Linked DNA regions of Triticum aestivum: region 2 is linked to region 1. A link is a contact called in public Hi-C data. All regions are on one chromosome and are shown on one strand. The core of a region is the stretch at or near the end of the contact, and the rest is flanking DNA. Distances in the headings are between cores, read along the strand shown.

Region 1 (6,173 bases), core at 2,140-4,639:
GGTCGTGTCCGTGGACGGACCGGACGAGCTGTTGGAAACACAGGACCAATTGTTCATTCACTCACATCGACCATTATTGTTTGTGGATCGATTTCCTTGGATAGGCCACATTGATTGTCGCCCCGGCTCGATCCATCGGCCGAACCTCCTTCCTCCTTTATAAAAGCTTTGCCAACTAATGACAGACATGGGGTGCAGTGCAGTGCATGATCTCCGATCTGCTCCGCTGCTGTGTGTCCAGCTGCAACCATCTCGCTCTTCTCCCTTTTGTTTTTGTTCCATCATCGGCGAGTTATGCTCGGCAAGTACGCCTGCCTAAGCATACAGGCACGCACGCATTGACGCCGCCTTCATCATTTGCAGGGATCTTGGCCGGGGACAGCCCGATGTGCCGCCAACACACGTCCATGTTCTCGTTGCTTTCACAGAAAACTCTCTTGTTTTTTGCGGTGTGGAAAAGTCGTACCACGGCGCAACAAACTGACGTGACACTCGACATGACATTTACGGTGGCCAATCCGTGTTACTTTCATGGCAAATTAAGAACACTTTCTCTTTACCGTTTCCATGCAGGGGGGAGTATAATAGTTGCACAAAAGCAGCTGTTTTCTTCGGGTAGATGATTGTTAATCAGGTGACCCGCGCACGATCGCAACAAAATCAACTCCATGATGATGATGTAATTACATACTCTGTCTGTCTCAGAACCAGCAGTGCCTCTCCTATCGCCAGCATCCCTCAACACACGCAGCTAATCCAAAGAATTCGTGACAAGGAAGAAGAATCAAGAAATTCATGAAACTTCAAAAAAAGAAAGTAGAAAGCACACGGTGGTAAATAAGTAATGCCCTAAAGACACACGCAAGAAGACAAGATTCTCTTCTCTTCAGAATCTTCCGTAAATTACCGAACGGTCGCCATGCTGGGTGACACCGACCGAGCCTCAGCTCTCTCGGATCGACCCGGCCGGCTTGAGCGGCCGGTCGTCGGCCTCGTCGACCGAGATGCTCCGGCCAGGCCGTGCCATGGACGACGCCGACCCCGGGGCGGCGAGCTCGTCGATGCGCACGACGATCTCCGGCATCGCCGGCCGCTGGTCGGGCACCGGCACGGTGCAGTCCATGGCCAGCCGCAGCATCTCCACCATCTCCTCCTCCGCGCCCGGCTGCCTCAGCAGCTCCGTGTCGAACACCTCGGACGTCCACTCCTCGCGCACCACGGACCGCGCCCACCGCGGGAGGTCCACGCCCTCGTCGTGCAGCGCGGCGTTCGTCGGCGCCTTCCCCGTCAGCATCTCCAGCAGCAGCACCCCGAAGCTGTACACGTCCGCCTTCTGCGACAGCCGCCGCGGGTCGGCGACCACCTCGGGGGCGCGGTACCCCGCCACGCGCATCGACGGCGCGCCGGCCGGGCCGACGAGGCTCGCCAGGCCGTGGTCCGCCACGCGCGCGTCCACCGACCGCCCGAGGAGTATGTTGGACGACTTGATGTTGCCGTGCGCCACCTTGGAGCCCGTCGCGTGGATGTACTCCAGGCCGCGCGCCGAGGCCAGCGCGATCCGCCTCCTCGACTCCCAGCTCAGCGGCGATCGCCCGGCGCCACGGTTGCCTGAGATTCTCACAAATTCAGAAATTTTGTTCCGATTCGGAGCAGAGTTTGGAGCAAGAAAACAGAGAGAATCTGACGAGAACACGTACCGTGAAGCATCGAGGAGAGGCTGCCCGTGGCGACGAACTCGTACACCATGAGCCGCTCGTCCTTGCTGAAGTAGTAGGCCTGCAGTGGCACGACGTTAGGATGGTCCAACCCACCGATAGCCGCGATCTTGTCCCGGAACTCGCGCTCCGGCAGCGACGTCTCCTTGAGACGCTTCACTGCCACCGCCGGCGCCGTCTCCAGCGCGGCCTTGTACGTGGTACCGTACGTGCCCTTGCCAAGAACCTCGGCGGACGCGCGGAGCAGGTCCTCCAGATCGTACGGCCTCGGCACCCTCCCGAAGAAGAAAAGCTTCTTCCGCCCCACGGAGACGGGGGCGACCGGAGGCGGCATTAATGCGGGCGGTGGCGGCCGCGCGTCGGAGACCCGTGGAGTGTAGCTATTCGGGCTCATCGCCTCCTTGCTGTGCAGGGCCAGCTCCGCCGCGACGGCGTCCTGGCTGCGGTAGGTTCTTCTTGGCTTCCGGCGCAGGGCGCCACAGGCAAGGACCAGAACGGCGGCGATAAGCAGGAAGCCCAAAGCGCAGCCGATCACAATGCCCGCGATGGCACCGCCCGCGAGGTGTCGCCGGCCCCGCCCGTGGCCGTTTCCCGCGGCCGCGGCTTCGGGGGCAACCGTGGGAGGCTGGGACGGTGGTTGGGTAGATGGTGTTCGACACGGCGGGAGGGGCTTGCCACACAGTGTCGTGCCGAGGAAAGACGTGGCGGGCATGCCGCCGAAGCCTTTGGGAACCTCGCCGGTGAGGTCGTTGAAGGAGACGTTAAAAGACAAGAGGGATGGCATGTCGACGTTGGGCAGCTCTTTGGTGAAGAGGTTGCCCTCCAAGAAGAGCAGCTGCAGCTTCCCGCTCTTGGCAATGGCGGGCGGTATTCTCCCGGAGAGCCGGTTCTCAGCGAGGTTTAGCTGCGTCAACGCCGGGAGGGAGAGAATCGCGGCCGGGAGCTCACCGGAGAAGTGGTTGGACTGCAGGTTGATGACCCGCAGCTTGACGCAGGAGGCCAGGTCGGCCGGCAGCGGGCCGGAGAGCGCGTTGAAGCGCAGCGAGAGCACGGTGAGCCTGGTGAGGCCGCCGAGCGCGCCGACGGGGACGGAGCCGCGGAGGCCGTCCCCGGGCAGGTGGAGCCCCGTGACGCGGCCGCCGGAGCAGACGACGCCGGTCCAGGAGCACGTCTGCCGGGACGCGTTCCAGGACACGGACGCCGACCCGAATGGCGCGATGAAGGCCTGCAGCGCCGCGGTGTCGGACGCTAGGTCGTCGGCGGCGCGCGCCGCGCCCAAGGCCACGGCGAGCAGCATCACCAGCGCGGCGGCTACCGGCGGAGGCATGGCTGCGGTGGTCCCTTCGCTTGGCCGATCACACCATGTGAGGGGGGTGGAAGAGGAGAGGTGGGGAGGGACGAAACAAGAAAGTGGAATATCGGAAAGAAGCTTCACAAATGGCTCTCGTTTGGCGACAAGGGGAAGAGGACTTGAGGAGGGCGGGCGGACTCACTTCCACAAATCCGCAACCACATTCTCGGTCTGGACGTGCTCTCGACCGTCCGATGAAACGTCGGACGGCCGAGATCGCACGCCTGCCCGCTGTCGCCGATCCTACTCCTGGTCCAGTTGACGCTGACGGCACGAGACGATGATCTGGAGCACAACTCAACTCAACAGTGCGTGAAATGATCGGCGAAACAGTTGCTCGTTTGAATTTTGGTCAGTTGTTGCTAGCTGCTGCTCTTGAGATCCTCTGCTTTGTAGGCCAATGTGATCGAACATGAACACGAATCGCTGGCCATTTTCCTGCTGTCAGCAGGCATATCCCCGGTGCAGTTCGCTTCGTGGACTGGTTCACTGGATGATGCGCGGAGCTGTGGACGTGGACGGCGTCGTGCAGCCGTGCGCGACGAAGTAAACCGGTCCCTGAAGGCCGGAACCGTAACTGTCGAGAGGTTTATGAGCGTTGTGTGGTGGCCTGTAAATGTCATGATGGCGTCAGGTGTGGGAAAAATTTGAGCGTGTGTGATGATCGTCTGTCAGTTACCGTCCGTTGAGCGAGTAACTTCTCGGCAATGCTGAGCTAGGAACGTGTATTTCCTTGGTAAGTGCAGATTTGAATTGGCCAAACGGCCAAAACAACTAGGAATAGCCGAGAGCGAATGGTGGTCAGAGTCAGTCACATCGCGTTCTTCGTTTGTCGACATATTTTGCAACGATGGGGTACATAATTTAAGAGCAAAGTATTTTCTCCATGGTGAATGCAAACTTAAAAAAGGGCTCCTCTTTTAATTGGCAAAGTGTTATGGCGGGAGTCAATTCGTTAAAGCATGGTTATATCCCGTGAGTGGACAAGGGACAAAATATTTATATTTGAAAAGATGAATGGATCCCAAATTACGAGAATAGAAACATTATATTACTCCAAGAGGGAGACACCTCTGTCAAGGTTCTCTGATCTTATTGATCCAGTCACTAATTAATAGGATGAAGACCTGGTGAGACAAATGTTATGGCCAATTAATGCTCAGCGTGTCCTCGATATTTCTCTTTCTCTTCATGATATGTCAGATTTTATAGCATGGAGCTACACAAAAAATAGAATGTTCACTGCTCGGTCGGCTTATTTTGTGGAATGGGACTACCAATACGGGAGTAAACTTCGACATACTAATGGTACGAGACAAATTGATGTTAATCCTGTTTGATCTACATTTGGAAATTATCTTGTTCGGCAAAAGTTAAAATCTTTATTTGGTGCACGCTGTATGGCACTCTCCCCTGTCGTTTTACACTTGTCATTTGTCAATTGACATATGAAAGTGTCACCACAATGCCTATCTTCTTCTCATGGGCCAGAAGATACAAAGCAACTATTATTTCAGTGCCAGAAAGCTAAGGACGTATGGAATAGGTATGGATGAAGTGATCAAAAGAGACTATGAAAGATCGTGCATGTGAGGTTGTCATTGAGTTCTTGCTTCTGCTGCCAGACCAAGATTTCTCCATTCTGGGTCTTCAGAATGCTCGAGAATTGATAGTCATTACAACTTGGTTCTTGTGGTAGGAAGTGTGTAAACCGGTTCATGACGAAACAACTTAAGATGTGTATTAAATTTCTATGGGGATTCATGCTCTAACAACAAATTACGTTAATGCCTCTTCCCCCAATGCTACGAGTAAAAGAGGGGAATGGATTCGGCCTCCTAAGGATTTTGCAAAACTTAATATCGATGCATCTTTTGATCAAGACATGCTTAGGGGCATGGCGGCGTCATCAGAGATGATAAAAGGAAATTTTATTGTTGGCGGAAATTTGAGAATCGAGTGGTGTGCAGATGTCATGACGGCTGAAGTTCTGGTGCTAAGATTCGGCCTAACCCTTGCGCAAAAGGCGGGCTGCAATCGTCTCATTATTAATTCTGATTGTGGAGATCATTGATACCATGAAGAATGAAGGACATTCTGCGGGAGCGGCGACGGTAGTTTTTGATGATTGTTATTTTTTTGCTTATGATTTTTTTCTTACTAGTTTCGAACATTGTAGTAGGGGAGCGAACAAAGTTGCTCATGAGTTTGTTAGGTTAGCTAGATTTTCTTCAACTAACGATTGGTTTGAGGAGCCTATGAGCAAAATTGTACATATCCTACGATGTAACTATTAGTATTTCAAACAAATAAAGTTTAACTTTCAAACAATAAATGCGATGCAAATTTTAAGTTCACTTCCGTTGCTTCTTCTCATTATATACTTGAGTAACTAACGACACATTTGGTTCACCTCACGTAATGTATTCAGCTTTGTAATTAGACTGCACTATATTGGCCGGTGTATTGAGTGACCATGTGATTTGTTTGGTTCAACAAGGGGATACTTTCTCAATACAATGCAGCATCATGGTTCTTGCTGAAGGTAGCAGAGGCTGAGGTGGCTTGCGTCGAAGAAAACAGGGGACGAGGGGATGGAGCTTGAAGAGGAGAGAGATAGATCCAGCGTTGCTTCTTGCCGCGGGGGAGGGAGAGGCCCAGCGTTCCTACTCCGGTGGCGAGGGATGGTCGTGCGGTGAAGGAGAGGGCTCATGGTGGAGATGAAGCGAGGCATAGACGAGCGGAGAAAGGGAAATGGGATCGAGTGTTTTCATATCTACTCGACGCGTGCGGTTTTGGGCTTTACACCGTGATGGAAACCGGCCCAACCAAACCAGATGGCTGTAACGTTTTTGCTAAACACTGTAATCGGAAGATGGTGGAAAAGTTACAAACCAAATGCTTCGTGATGCTTGTAGAAGTGCATGTTTCAGCCAATGCAATCCAAAAACCGATCTAAGAACATCTACATCCGAACTTGGCAAATCCGGTCGCTCAAACGCCCGCGGACGCGTCCGGGTACACCCACAGGCGCATCCGTACGAGCACTCATATTTCCTTCCATGCATCCACATATCTCAAATCCGGACTCTCAAATCCATGCAAAT
Region 2 (6,173 bases), core at 1,748-4,247, 340 kb after region 1:
AATTCCGTGGGGTCGAGGTGCCGTCATAACGTGGAGGCAGGTCTGGCTTGAACTTGCTGGGCCAGACAACACGGCGCAGCTCCGGGGTGAAGGCGCGGCAGCCCGCTGCACTCACTGGTGCGGGCCGCATGGGTGGAGCTCGGTCTTGATGGCAGCGTGCCGCAACCTCCAGAGGCGCGCGGTCCTGGTGCTGGCGCTGGGAGCGCGCACGCATCGGCTTGCGGCCGCTGGACCACTTGGCAACTCGCTTCATCGAGCGCCAGCGCTCGCGCCGTGGGTCGCGTCGGGGCGCATCAGGCCTGGGCTCGGGGTCGGCGCCGCGCAGAGGAGGAGGAGGCGCACTGTGAGCCATGTCGCCCGCCTGGGACGACGGGGGAAGGAGCAAGCAGGACGGTGCAGGGGCCTCGCCGGCGGCGTTGACGAGCTCGGCGATGCGGCCAAACCAGTCGTCGTAGAGGGCGTTGGTGGGGAGATAATGCATGAGCTCGCGCGTCATGAGCAGCGCGGCCTGTGCATTTGCGGGCCTGTGGCGAGCGTGGGAGGATGATACCGTGGTCCGAGTGGGTGACGGAGTGGCGGTGCGACCGTCACGCCGCACTGAGGGTGGCAGCGACGAATCCTGGTGCTCGTGAGCAGTGGGGTCAGTGGTAGCGTTGGCCGTGGGGGAGGCAGAGCAGCGAGGAGAGTCGTTGCCCACGGGTGACGTTTGGGCAACTCGAGTTGCCCGGCGCTCGGCCCGGACACGATGTGTGTCGGCCATGGGAGCGACGGAATGGAGGCGAAGCGAAGGTGGAAGAAGGACTTCGACACGCCCCTACCTGGTGCATCAAATGCCAGATTCAGGGCTCCGCAGACCCCAAGAAAGGTCTGAACTCTAGGGCGTGTGTGAAGATCTCAACCTCTCAAGCCTCTAGCTCGTCGCCCTACAGCCTAGCCTCACCTGATACACGCTCGAACGGGGAAGAAAACAGACACGACAGTTTACCCAGGTTCGGGCCACCTTGTGGTGTAAAACCCTACTCCTGCTTTGTGGTGTATTGGCCTCATGAGGAGGTTTGGGGATAAACTAGTACAGTGGATGAGCTTCCTCGCGAGGGCCCAAGGGGAGTGAGAATGAGTCGACCCGTTCTACAGTGGTGGCTAACCTATATTTATAGTGGCCTTGGTCCTCTTCCCTGAAAACTTAGGCGGGAAGGGATTTCACGGTGGCCAATTTGAAAGGGGACAAGAGGTACACATCCCGACAAAAGATGGTCTTCTCCTGCAAAGCTTCTGGTCGTGACGCAGCAGTGGGCTCGGCGATGACATCCGTCCTGCCGAGCCCGTGGTCTTGGTCTCATTGCACCGGAATGCAAACCTTTGGGGGATTCCTTGGGAACCCGCATCTATCCTTACTCCCTTAGCATCGAAAGGGAAATTGTCTCCTCTGCACCCGCTGGCACCCGCCTGGCCTTGGTCGTCACGGCTCACGTCATCGCAGCCTCGTGAGGCTGGGCAGTTGCATAGGAATCTCCGCTCCTCGGGAGGCAGCCTTGGGAGGCCACTCCCTCTGGAGGTCTTGGCGTCATCCGGCTCGTGAGGCCAGGGGGCCCTCGCGAGGGTCTTGTCTTGGTAGTCTCACGGATGGGCCGTACCAGGCCGTCGAGGGAGCCACGCCGTGGGCCACAGGCAAGCAAGTCTGGGTACCCTGGTTCTCAGGACGCCGACAGCTTCTTCTCGGTCGTCGAAAACAATTCTACTTCCTTCCACCGACATGTGGGACATCCGATATATGGGTCCACGTGTCATGCATCAAATTAGAGTGTAGAACTTCAGGGGAGAGTCATTCCGGTCGTAGCGCTACAGTAATAATGAATAATGAGTCGTCAAATCACAAAACCTCATCTTTTTTGTAGTAAGTTGGACATACGAAGCAACCATCATTTCAGTATTTATTGAATCCGTTTTTTACTAAAAAAATAAAGAAAATGACCACTTGCGAAGATTTGATGCTTACAACAAACCATATACCACATGAACCTTTCAAATACGTGGATGATCCTAGAAAACAATATTCCTTTTGTTCCATAATATAAGAGCGTAGTGTCACAGAGGGAATAATATACATTCGCTTTATCGTAGTGGGCACATTCAGTGGTGGAGCCAAGAATTTCCTCCTTTGTATTTATTGGTTATCATTTGTGCAATGCAATAGCAACATGACAACAAACTAGGAATAGTATACCAACCGATTACAATTATTTGATATTTTATGGAATGCCTTGGCGTCGCCACTGGGCACGGTAGCTATGAGTCCCAGCTATTTGGGCCATTCGATGGCCTCCATCAACAGGCTATATTGATTCTTTGATTTTGAGATTCACAAGTTTAAGCTACTACTCTTTTCGTTTCATAATGTAAGACTTTTTTTAGCACTAGTATATAATGTAAAAAAACATTTTATATCATGGAACGGAGGGAGCAAGTATATATAGATATAATCATATAAAGATCCCAAAATTCCATCATTTTGTCCGTCTTATAAGAGTGTGTCTAGGGCACATCTAGATGTGCTCTACTTATTGCACATCTAAGTGAGTGAATCAAGCATAAAGAAAAAAGAAAAAAGAAAATATCCACACAAATCTCGATGTAAGATCAATAACATAGAATTTAGATGTGCAATACTTATGACACATCTAGATGTGCTTTAGCAACTGTTTTTATAAATAGCCACATACTCCCATCCGAAGATCCGCTCGTTCAAAAAATACTCCCGGACCTAGTACACCTAAACCACGTCACAGTCCCTAAAAAAACACGTCACGGACGCGTGGGACCCGTGTATTTGGTAGCCCACCTGTCATCGGAAGGTCAGCGTCTTGAGTAAGGAACCCTCAAAGTGGTACCGACTACCCATGTCCCTTCATTTTCGGCGGCCCCCACGCGTCCCGCAACCCACGAACCGACAATGTGGACCCACAGAAATCATGAGACCCACACGGCAGCGATACCGCCCACGACTTATCCGAAGAAATCTCCCTTCCTCGACTGAACCAGAACCCTACTGCCGCGGCGCTTCCCCGGCTGCCCAGCTCCTGGCCATCCCCCGGACTCTTCATCATCTCCCCTAAATCCCAACGCCGATCGATCTCCAAGATTTCCCCGAGCGATTCCATCTCCCCAATCAGAATTCTATTCGCCTGAATCGGAGCAGGACTGCCCCCGTCCCGTCGTCATGGGCGGCTGGAACCGCATCTCCAGTGTCGGTGGTCTGCTGAAGCCGCTCGCCGGCGTCCCTTTCCGCTCCATACCCGGCGCCGGCGCCGCCTACTTCATCGTCGGCTCCGCGCTCGGGGTCTTCGCGATGCTGCACGCCTCCGAGTCCGAGGTCGGCCGCGAGTGGGCCTCCGCCGCGCACTGGGCCGCCCTGTCCCGCTCCGTGGGCGCGCACCACGTGCTCGTCGTAATGTCCCTGCTCTTCCTGGGCGCCATGGTCTGGCGCCTCGGCAAGCGCTGCGACGCGGTGGAGGGGCTCGTGGGGAGCGCGGGCGCCACGGTGCAAGCGGTGCGCGTCAGAGGCGTCGTCTGCACCGTGTGTGGGAGTGGGACGAAGGCGCGGGCTCTCAACAAAGGCAGCTCGGCCCACACCGTGGAGCGCCCCCGCTCTGGCAGCTGCTCCGACAAGCCTGTTTCGAGGTCGCTGGCTTTTGAGCTGGAGCAGGAGGCCAACACGGAGGATGAGGACATCGAGAGCGAGGTGAACGGCGCGGAGGAGGGCAACGTGGAGCGGCTCAGGCGGCGGCTCGTGCGGGAGAGGAGGCTGAAGGAGGCGGCGCTAGAGGAGCTGGAGAAGGAGAGGCGCGCGGCGGCCTCTGCAGCTGATGAGGCCATGGCCAAGATCGCGTGCCTGCGGAACGAGAAGGCGCTGGTGGAGCGCGAGGCCAAGCAGTTCCGGGAGATGGTGCAGCAGAAGCAGATGTACGACCGGCAGGTAATCGAGTCTCTTCAGTGGATGATCAATAAGTTCGGCATGCAATCCGGGGAGCCAGAGTTTTCATCCGAGCAAGCCGTGTCAGAGACAAGCGAGGACGACCGAGACAAGCGGTTGTAGATCCTGCTTCCTGGTAGCTCAATGGAGCAGAAACGTTGGCCTGAAGCTGGGGAAGTTCTTGACAGTTCAGGTTCTTCATTTTGTATGGCATTCAGCAGCCATATAGGGCCTCCCAATGCCCAAATTTTGATAGCTGGTGCTGCTGTGAGATTACTCAAGCAGACAAAGCTCTGCAGAGATATATGTAATATCCACCTGTAAATATACCATCCTTTGCAAGCTCCTAAGATGTGATTAATAATCGTACTAGATGCTTCAACTGCACAGATGCTCAATGCTATCTGCGGGACCCTTTCAAGTCTTATTATTGTGAACTCAATAGATGTGTGTAGTCTTTTGGTACATGATGTTGGATTTCTAAATGCAAAAATCTTCCAGTTTCGAGTAAGTCCCAGCTTTGGAATACCTCAAAAGGCATTTACGGGTTTTGACTGTGTTGATTTACAAGCCACATTTGCCTTCTCGCTTGATTTCTTCATGATCAGGCTGAGCTTGAAAACAGGGAGGGTTCAGCTATTTCCATTTTTTTTATTTTATTGTGCTGGCCAGCACTGCTGTTTAATTTTTCTTGGACGGTCAAATCTTGGTTTGCTAGTTTTTCTGTATCTGATTCGTGCTTCTATTGGCAGTTTTGCATACTGGGGCACTGTATTACTTCACTGGTTGATATGCTATTCACTAAAAGTAATAATTAAGATGCTATAAAGTCAGCTGTCAATTGTAAAAGGACAGATCCAGTGCATAGAAGCTCCCACACAAGGTGGGGTCTGGGAAGGGATTATAGGAACCTAGTCTTACCCCTGCAAAGTGCAATGCAGAGAGGCTGGTTCGAACCCAGGACCTCTTGGCACAAGTGGGGAGGACTTCACCACTGCGCCAGGCCTGCCCTCAAAGTCAGCTGTCAATTGTAAGTTAGATAATTCACATTGGCAATTATTTTTCACCATATGAAGATATTTACGTTGAAAGATATTTTTGCAGTGGTATTTCTTCTAAAAAAGCATTATGGTGGCATATGCTAATTTGAAGCCAATTTACAGGTTCTCAAATTAAGCAAATCTCATAGATTCATTAGGCAAACTTGCATCCGGTGGTAGACAACGGTAAATAGGACCGGTGAGTTAAGATCCAAGATCTTCCTTCCCGTTTGTCGGGGGACTAATCCACGAGCACCTATGGGACCGGCGGACCGAGTCCCTTTCGGTTCGGCGGGGGCGAGGGTCGCACGAAGAGCGGATCGAGGCGAAGCACACGAGCATTTACCCAGGTTCGGGCCGCACGGATGCGTAAAACCCTACTCCTGCTTTGTGGTTTGCATTGAGTTCTTGCTCGGGAGCGCGGAGTGCTACAGTACACCCCAGCAGCTAACGAGACCGAGCATGAGTGTTCTCTTCCTCCTCCCCCTCTACGTTGCGCATGGGCCTCCTTTTATATGCTCAAGGGGTCACCGACAGGTGGCAACGTAGGCAAGGGTAAAAATGGAAAGGTGTTGCGGTTGGTACAACTACCTGCTATAGTGTATCATACCTAACCCTGACGGCAGGGGACAAGGGCATTAAATGCCCGTCTGTGTCGCCTAAATAGTGCAAAAGGGACCGTCAGGGACGTCACCGCTCGCCACGATGGCAATCTTGTCAGTGCCGCTTGCCATCGCGCACCGCTGGCTGCACAGCCTCCCGCCACGTACGCCTGGAAGGGTCCCAGAGCGACACGTTGGTGGATGTGCTGGAGCGCGGGCACAAAGCGGTGGCTTGCCGCGGCAAGCGCCTTGCCGCGGTCGCTGTCTTGTCGCGTCCGGGAGCTTGTCGCTCACCGGGCCTTGCTGGGACGCGTGGCGCATCGCGGCAAGTTCCTTGAGATGCCTTGGTTGGCCTTCCCGGCAAGCTCCTCTTGCCGGGGTCTTGTCTCCTTGGCTCGGATACTTTGTCCTTGAATGGCTCCAAAGGAACCACGGAGGACCTTGGCGGTCACCCGGCAAGCCTTGCCGCGGGATGCTGCGACTGCCCGTGCACAAGTTCGGGATACTAGGGTACCCCTACTCTAGTACACCGACAGGAGCCCCCGGGTCTGGGCCATACAC

What was found. Hi-C and Micro-C count contacts between places; a contact is called where the count stands out from the background.
Region 2: a Hi-C map of leaf shows a contact between it and region 1, with 5 times the contacts expected there. The contact joins the promoter of LOC123189452 here to the promoter of LOC123189450 in region 1. A contact is called at or near these places in 2 of 5 Hi-C or Micro-C datasets (both in leaf).

Annotation. Positions count from the first base shown.
Region 1 is chr2A:565,293,684-565,299,856 of IWGSC CS RefSeq v2.1, forward strand. LOC123189450 (probable inactive receptor kinase RLK902) reads right to left here and starts at 3,390. Exons shown (of 2, transcript XM_044601869.1): 1 at 1,698-3,390; 2 at 649-1,608. The coding sequence starts at 3,042. The coding sequence ends at 944.
Region 2 is chr2A:565,629,598-565,635,770 of IWGSC CS RefSeq v2.1, forward strand. It overlaps LOC123189452 (protein FLOURY 1), which reads left to right and starts at 2,998. Exons shown (of 1, transcript XM_044601870.1): 1 at 2,998-4,342. The coding sequence starts at 3,218. The coding sequence ends at 4,093.